2 separate regions of the Mus musculus genome follow, and region 1 is linked to region 2. The links are chromatin contacts, called in public HiChIP or PLAC-seq maps. All regions are on one chromosome and are shown on one strand. Each heading gives the region's core, a stretch centred on a gene start, on an enhancer-like site or on the middle of the called end of the contact. The rest is flanking DNA. Distances are from core to core; before and after follow the strand shown.

Region 1 (3,142 bases), core at 605-3,104, 110 kb before region 2:
ATGCATATGTGAACACACACAGGTACACACACCCATCCACCACCACCACCCCCACACACACCATAAAAATAAAAAAGGACATGCAAGCATAATTACCTTAAAGTACACAAGGAAATTAAAAGCAGACTATCCGGTCCAAATTTTTTACACTCCCCGAAGCAGTTTCTTCCTTTGTAGAGCAGGCATACTACTCCAAGGAGTTGCCCACGTGTAAAATATTGCCTCATGCTGGGTTTTCATCAGGAAAAACAAACACAGCCATGTTTCCTCATGTGTAAAAGTCAAGTGCGATGAGAAGTGTGTGGTAGAGCAATGAGAAGAAGGCCTGCACAATCTGAGACATAGAGCAAGTTTCTTGAATACTTGGGCATGGAATGGAGATAGAAAACCCTGGGGTCATCGCCATCACTACTGAGGGTGTGGTGCCAGGCAGCCCCTAGCTGTGAGTTCCTCAAGGACACTCTCAGCTCTAAAGGGCTCCTATGCTCCACAGCACATGCCTTCCTGGTTAGCCAACAAAGTGAAAAGGCAGGGACATAAAATCATGACCGCTTAGGTTCAACAGTTGACAGGTTTGATGTGTCACCCTAGTCACATAGGTCCCCATCCTCCCACCTCTGACTACTCCCGCTGTTGTCTCCTCCTTCCCATAGGTGCTGGCCCCCAAGACACATGTAATAAAAACGTCCACATAGCAAACCTTCAGGCTGGCTTCCTGGGGGCAGCCCACCTCCCATACAAAGACACTGGAGTAAAGAAATATTTGGAACTTGAGGTTTAAAATCATTTGTAGTTCTGACTGGACCCATTATTATTAAGATATGCATTAAACACCAGAAATTCAGAACAACTTTCAAAAGCTAACTTAAAAACTAATACAACTGGTAATTGAGATAAGGCTAGGAAATTAGATACTGAGAAAAGTGGTTATTTGTAACAAAAAGAGTGGATATAAGCCTTACTTCCCATATCTGATTATTTTCTGATATTTTTGAGTTTACATGTATCTTTTTATAGAAGAAAAAATAAGGAAATATGGATATTTACCTCATTTCTACTTAATGGGGTTTTAAAAGTAATTTCAAATGAAAACTTTTCATACTTTTGAGAAAAAATACAAAAATATAAAAAAAAGTTAAAACCATATGCCTCCAACACTCAGAGTAAGTAATTTTATTATTTGTGAAATTAACCTTTCACAAAGTAGCCAGTCCCTGAAGAATGACATCTGAGGTTGCCCTCCAGGCTCTGCATACATGTGCACACATATATGTAACCACACATTAGCGTACCCACAAAAAGGAAAAGGCCCAAAGTAACGTTTTGTCCATTTGTTAAAATTCATGTGCATTAGATGGAGGAGCACTCAAAGTCCCACCTCTACCTGAGGAGCTATTGGCTTGATGGCTACTGAGGGAGGGAAAACCACTTTCTTTGAAGGATGGTCACTGGTAGGTAGCACATGCTCCAGTGGATGTTTCTATATTCATACACATAGGGGCCAAGTAGACTTAGTGGAGTATCAAAAAGAAAAGACATGAAGTTAGAAAGGGGATATAAAAAGCACCTAAGAGGAACCAGAGTCAGGGAGTTAGATATGATTAAAGATATTATTAAAGGACATTGTATATACCTATGAAAATCTCAAATAATAAATAAAAATACTATTGTTGGAAAATTGACAGGCATGCTATCTTAAGCTTTAGTGTTTGAATTCAAGTAGCCAGAACAAATGTCTGTGGGCTACTGAATCATTAGTATCTAAAAGGGAAGTCTGGAGACTTATAAGCTAGACAAGTGAGAGGAAAGCTAAGCAATGGGGAACATAGCCAAGTTATGAAAGGGAAACCGACTTAAGATGTCTCTACTGATCCAAATTTCCCTGCACATTGGCTACTTCCGACCCTGGCCTCTCAAGCAGTGCTATTACAGTCACAAATATTTACTTGATACTTCCTAAATTTTGGTATCATTTTCTCAAGATTCAAAATCATTCTAATGGCCCGCCAATTCACACTCTAGATACCTTTTGCAGAAATAAAATACAGTCTCTCCCTCAAATCATAAACTGTAAGAGTATCAGTTGTGAAGCTATTTTCCCACAACATCAAGCCCAATCTCTTTATCATACTTTGTCAGGCTGAAGCTGAGATTCTATAACCCAAAATTTTCTTGCACTACCATCTCCTATATTGACCCTGTCAATGGAAAATTCTAGAAGCAAACTGGAAGTCTAGAAGTCTGGAAAAGAAATCAAGGTCAATTCTTCCTTGTATTTACTTCCTCTGGTTGTCAGATTAGTTTGGCAATACTTCTTCACCCCGGAGGTGGTGACTCATGCCAGCAGTAGCAGTAGATTCAAGATTGCAATCTTCCCAACACTTGCAGAACGAGATCATCACGCCTCCTTTAAGCTCAAAGACACTAGTGCCAGCCAATCAGCTCTCACTTTCCTCAGAGGTTCAAGTGCATGACTCATGGGGGCCTTTCCTTCAAGCCTTTACGTTTTAAAAATTCCAAACCTTCCCTTTGATTTTCTGTTGCTCTGGGTGTGTCCTTTTTGAATGCTTGGGGTGAAAACCAGGACATTGCTTGCGCTAGGCAAGATCTCTGCCACCAAGTCACATGCCCGGCAGTGGGTGTTTTACCTGCACTTATATCTGCGCACCATGTGGTGACCTGGTACCCACTGAGGCCAAGGGAAGGCACTGGGTTCTTGACTCTAGAGTTAAGGATTGCTGTAAACCAAGTTGGTACTGGTAACCAAACCTGGGTTCTCTACAAAATCAGGAAGTGTTATTAACTGCAGAGCCAACTTTCCAGCCCTGTAGCTTTGGGGTTTTGAGACAGGGTCTTGCTATGTATAATCTACACTGACCTCAAATTCAGGATTATCATGTCTCCACCTCCAAAGTGCTGGAATTACAGGTATGTGCCACTACGCCAGGTTTTTAGTGTCTCTTTTCTGCTTTCAGGTTTCTAGTACCTAGTTAACAATGTGGCTCACACTGTTGGGGTTCACAACCATCTCTAATTCTGACCTCTGTGGGCACCACGTGCTCACATGATGTACAGGCATACATGCACGCAAAAAAGCTCTACACATAAAAGGTAAATTCAAAGCATCACCACTTATAACAGC
Region 2 (3,011 bases), core at 104-2,603:
TGTGTGTGTGTGTGTGTGTGTGTGTGTGTGTGTGTGTGTGTGTGTGTGTGTGTGTGTGTTTCTTTCCGATGCAGGGCGGTTAGCCAGGGGCTGCAGTAGCTTTCCACTCAGCCCAGCGACTTTTACACATCCCAGACATACTCAGCGCATCTAAGCAGCGGGCTCGAGAACCCAGGACTGAGCCTTCCCGGAATCCACTCAGAGCGCCCAGCCATTAATTCTCGAACTCTTAGAATTCTGTGGCTCCGTTGCCGACTGAGGATTGGGTTCCCTTAACCTAGGGCTTCCTCTTCTCGGGCAGGAGGAGGAGTCACAACCTCCCCTCCCTTTCTCCTCCGCCTACGACCAGCTTGATTTAAAAAAAAAAATCTAATCTTTTATTTAAAGTCAACGGAGAAGCAGGAACCCCGCGCTCCTGCCTAGAAGATATTTTTACTAACTCCTTAATCTCTGCCAAGAAGGGCAACCTTAAGGAACCTGTTTTCTTTTAAGCTTTAGGTAGCAAGGGAGGAGTGTGACAGTCTGGGCCGAAACTCGAGGGCTCTATGCACTTGGGAAGGGTTATTAGGGCGGAGGTAGGGTGGGACGAAAAATTTCCAAAGTACTAAACATTGAACACGAGAGTCAACTCGAAAAGCTTTGAATCAAATTGGGAGCCGAACGTACGTATGTGTGGCTAGCTCCCGGGAAAGAAGCCTCTTGAGTCCCCGTCCAAGCAGGAGAAAAGGGGTCAGGTGAATGAATACCCAGCTTGTGACCCTGAAGGAGGAGAGTCTTGGGCCAGGAGGGGATGTGCCCATAGCCTAGGCGCGCCCACGCGCACCCCTGGAGGAGAAAGGCCGAAAAGACACCTCCTGCCTCCGCCTGGGGCTGCTACCACCGGACTGCGCCCCCAGCGCCTTGCCCAGCTTCACCAGCTGAGCGCGAACCCCTCTGCTCTCCTATTCTCAACTAGTCTCCGAGCTGTTAGGACTCGTGGCAGTCAAAGGCACCTCGTCCGCCCCGCAGAGCCCATTTCTCTCCCCACCCCATCTCCCGCCAACGCCCCCAAATTTTTTGGGCTCGCCCTTCCTGAAAGTAGGCGAGGCCCAGAAGCTGAGGCTAGAGAGAGGAGGTGGAGGAGGAGGAGGAGGAGGAGGAGGAGGAGGAGGAGGAGGAGGAGGAGGAAGGGGTAGGAGGTGGAAAAGGGGCGGCGCCGAGCGGCCAGCCAGGGGGCGTGTCCGGCACTGGCCCCGCCCCTGGGTGCGCGCGGTGGTGGCGGAGGCCGCCCAGCCTCGCTCTAGAGAGACAGGTATCGCTTAGACGCCATGTTGTGAGCGGAAGTGGGGGAGCGCGCGGCCGTCGCTGTTCTGCTGGGATCGGGCGCGGGAAGCGGCGGGGAGGGGAGGCGGGGGGCGGAGCCGTAGTCCGGGCGGCGGAAGGAGGAGAGGAAGAAAGGGGCGAGCCCTGGTGCCTGGCGGCGGCGCAAGGCTCTCGCTTGGAGTGCGGGCGGCTGTGGCTAGGCGCTGGGCGTTCGGGTGGTCGGCGTCGGCGTCGGCGTCGAGCTCGCTCTCGGGGGAGCCGCGGCTGCCCGGCTGCTGCTTCTCGGCTCTGCCTTGGAGCTCGAGTGGCTAAGGAGCCGAGCCGGCTGTGGGGCGGGTGGGGAGGGAGGAGGCGGTGAAGGCGGCGGCGGGCCGGGGAGGGGGGGAAAGATGCCGCTGGCGCAGCTGGCGGACCCGTGGCAGAAGATGGCTGTGGAGAGCCCTTCCGACAGCGCGGAGGTGAGTGCAGCCGTGCGGCAGGGCAGGCGCGCCCCTTCCCCACGCCCCCGCCGGCGCTAGCTCTCTTCCCCGGAGCTGCCCCCCTTAGACCACCTCCGCCGCCGGCTCACATCTTGTTCCCGGGGCGAGATTCTGCTTTGGGTCGTTGGGCTTTGCCGATCTGTCTGTGTCTCCTTCCCGCACCCTCGCCTCTCCCTGCTTTTGGGGTTGGGGGGTGCCGGTGTGGCGGCGCGTGGGGTTTGGAGTGGGCGCTGAGGCTTTGCAAAGAGCCTGTTTTAATCAACTTTGCGTGGGGGAAGCAGGAGGCAAAGCAGGAGCCGGCGGCGGGGAGTTGGGAAGTTTGGCCCTGCCGGCTCTAGGGTCTTCTCCGGAATCTTAGAGACTTTGGATTCGGTTCACCAGGAGCCAAGACTTCAGTCTGGCCGCCGGAGGGGTTTGCTACAGGGAGACGGGCGCCCACAGGGCAAGGTGGGCGAGCCAAGCCGGGAGGGTTTTGAGTAAGGGGTCCAGGACTGAGGGATCCCCCCACACCCCGGTCAGTCTGCCGCAGCGCTCTCTGCCGCTGCTGCAAAAGAAAAACGGAGCGCCTTAGGTCCCCTACTCCTAGGTTTTGAGGTCACTGAGTTGGAAGACCCCAGTATAACTTTTGCTTCCTGTCCATGGAGGTGAGCGGGTGAAATTCAAGGAGATCAGCGGACGCTGTAAAAGGGCTATCTGATTTTCCTCTCCCGGGATCTGATGATCGGCCCTGAGATACCCACCCCAGTGTCAGAAACCCAAACAGTATACCCAAACAAGGCAAAACAGAATTTCCGCGGACACATCCCAGCACCGAGCTTTTCACAGCCGCCACTGTCCCAGAATCAACTGGCGATCTAAAAAAATAATGCAGACAAGATCCATTCCAGGGTATCAGCGCTCCTCTCCAGAGTGGAAAATCAGTTCCTGATGGTGGCGCGTCTGTGATTCCTCTTTCTTGACTTTTCGCTGAATTCTATCCTCGCAGCGGACTTTAGGGGATTACAGAATGATAGGCTGGGTGTGTGTAATAGTTACTGAGCGAGTGACCCCATTTCTGGAAAGCATGACTGAAACGCGGGGGTGGAATGGGGCAGGCTCTGATGAGTGGTGTACTTGGCGGCAGCCACTGCCCCCATCGGCCTCCGCAGTGTGAGAGGTGGGTAGGGTTACTGGTTACGTCAGTAAAACTCGGGCTCAGTTTGGTGTGAGATGCGGGACGCTGACATTCTC

Evidence for each region. HiChIP or PLAC-seq counts read pairs in DNA pulled down with a chosen protein or histone mark.
Region 1: an H3K4me3 HiChIP or PLAC-seq map of bone marrow-derived macrophages shows a contact between it and region 2, with 2.9 times the contacts expected there. The contact joins the enhancer-like site here to the promoter of Rps6ka3 in region 2. A contact is called at or near these places in 12 of 484 Hi-C or Micro-C datasets (the N1E-115 cell line, adipose-derived mesenchymal stem cells, bone marrow-derived macrophages and 7 more), 4 of 115 datasets of contacts at active chromatin or transcription factors (the SCID.adh cell line, bone marrow-derived dendritic cells, bone marrow-derived macrophages and 1 more) and 2 of 9 other capture datasets (adipose tissue and liver).

What each region holds. Positions count from the first base shown.
Region 1 is chrX:159,143,022-159,146,163 of GRCm38.p6, forward strand. No RefSeq gene overlaps it. Among named protein-coding and RNA genes, the nearest start is that of Rps6ka3, 110 kb to the right of the region's middle. Within about 2 kb of position 1,855, at least 29 of the 459 cell types and tissues checked have an H3K27ac peak or open chromatin away from gene starts, as enhancers often do. A contact at or near this core is called in the N1E-115 cell line, adipose tissue and bone marrow-derived macrophages, where this site is marked.
Region 2 is chrX:159,254,429-159,257,439 of GRCm38.p6, forward strand. Rps6ka3 (ribosomal protein S6 kinase polypeptide 3) reads left to right here and starts at 1,354. Exons shown (of 22, transcript NM_148945.2): 1 at 1,354-1,760. The coding sequence starts at 1,692.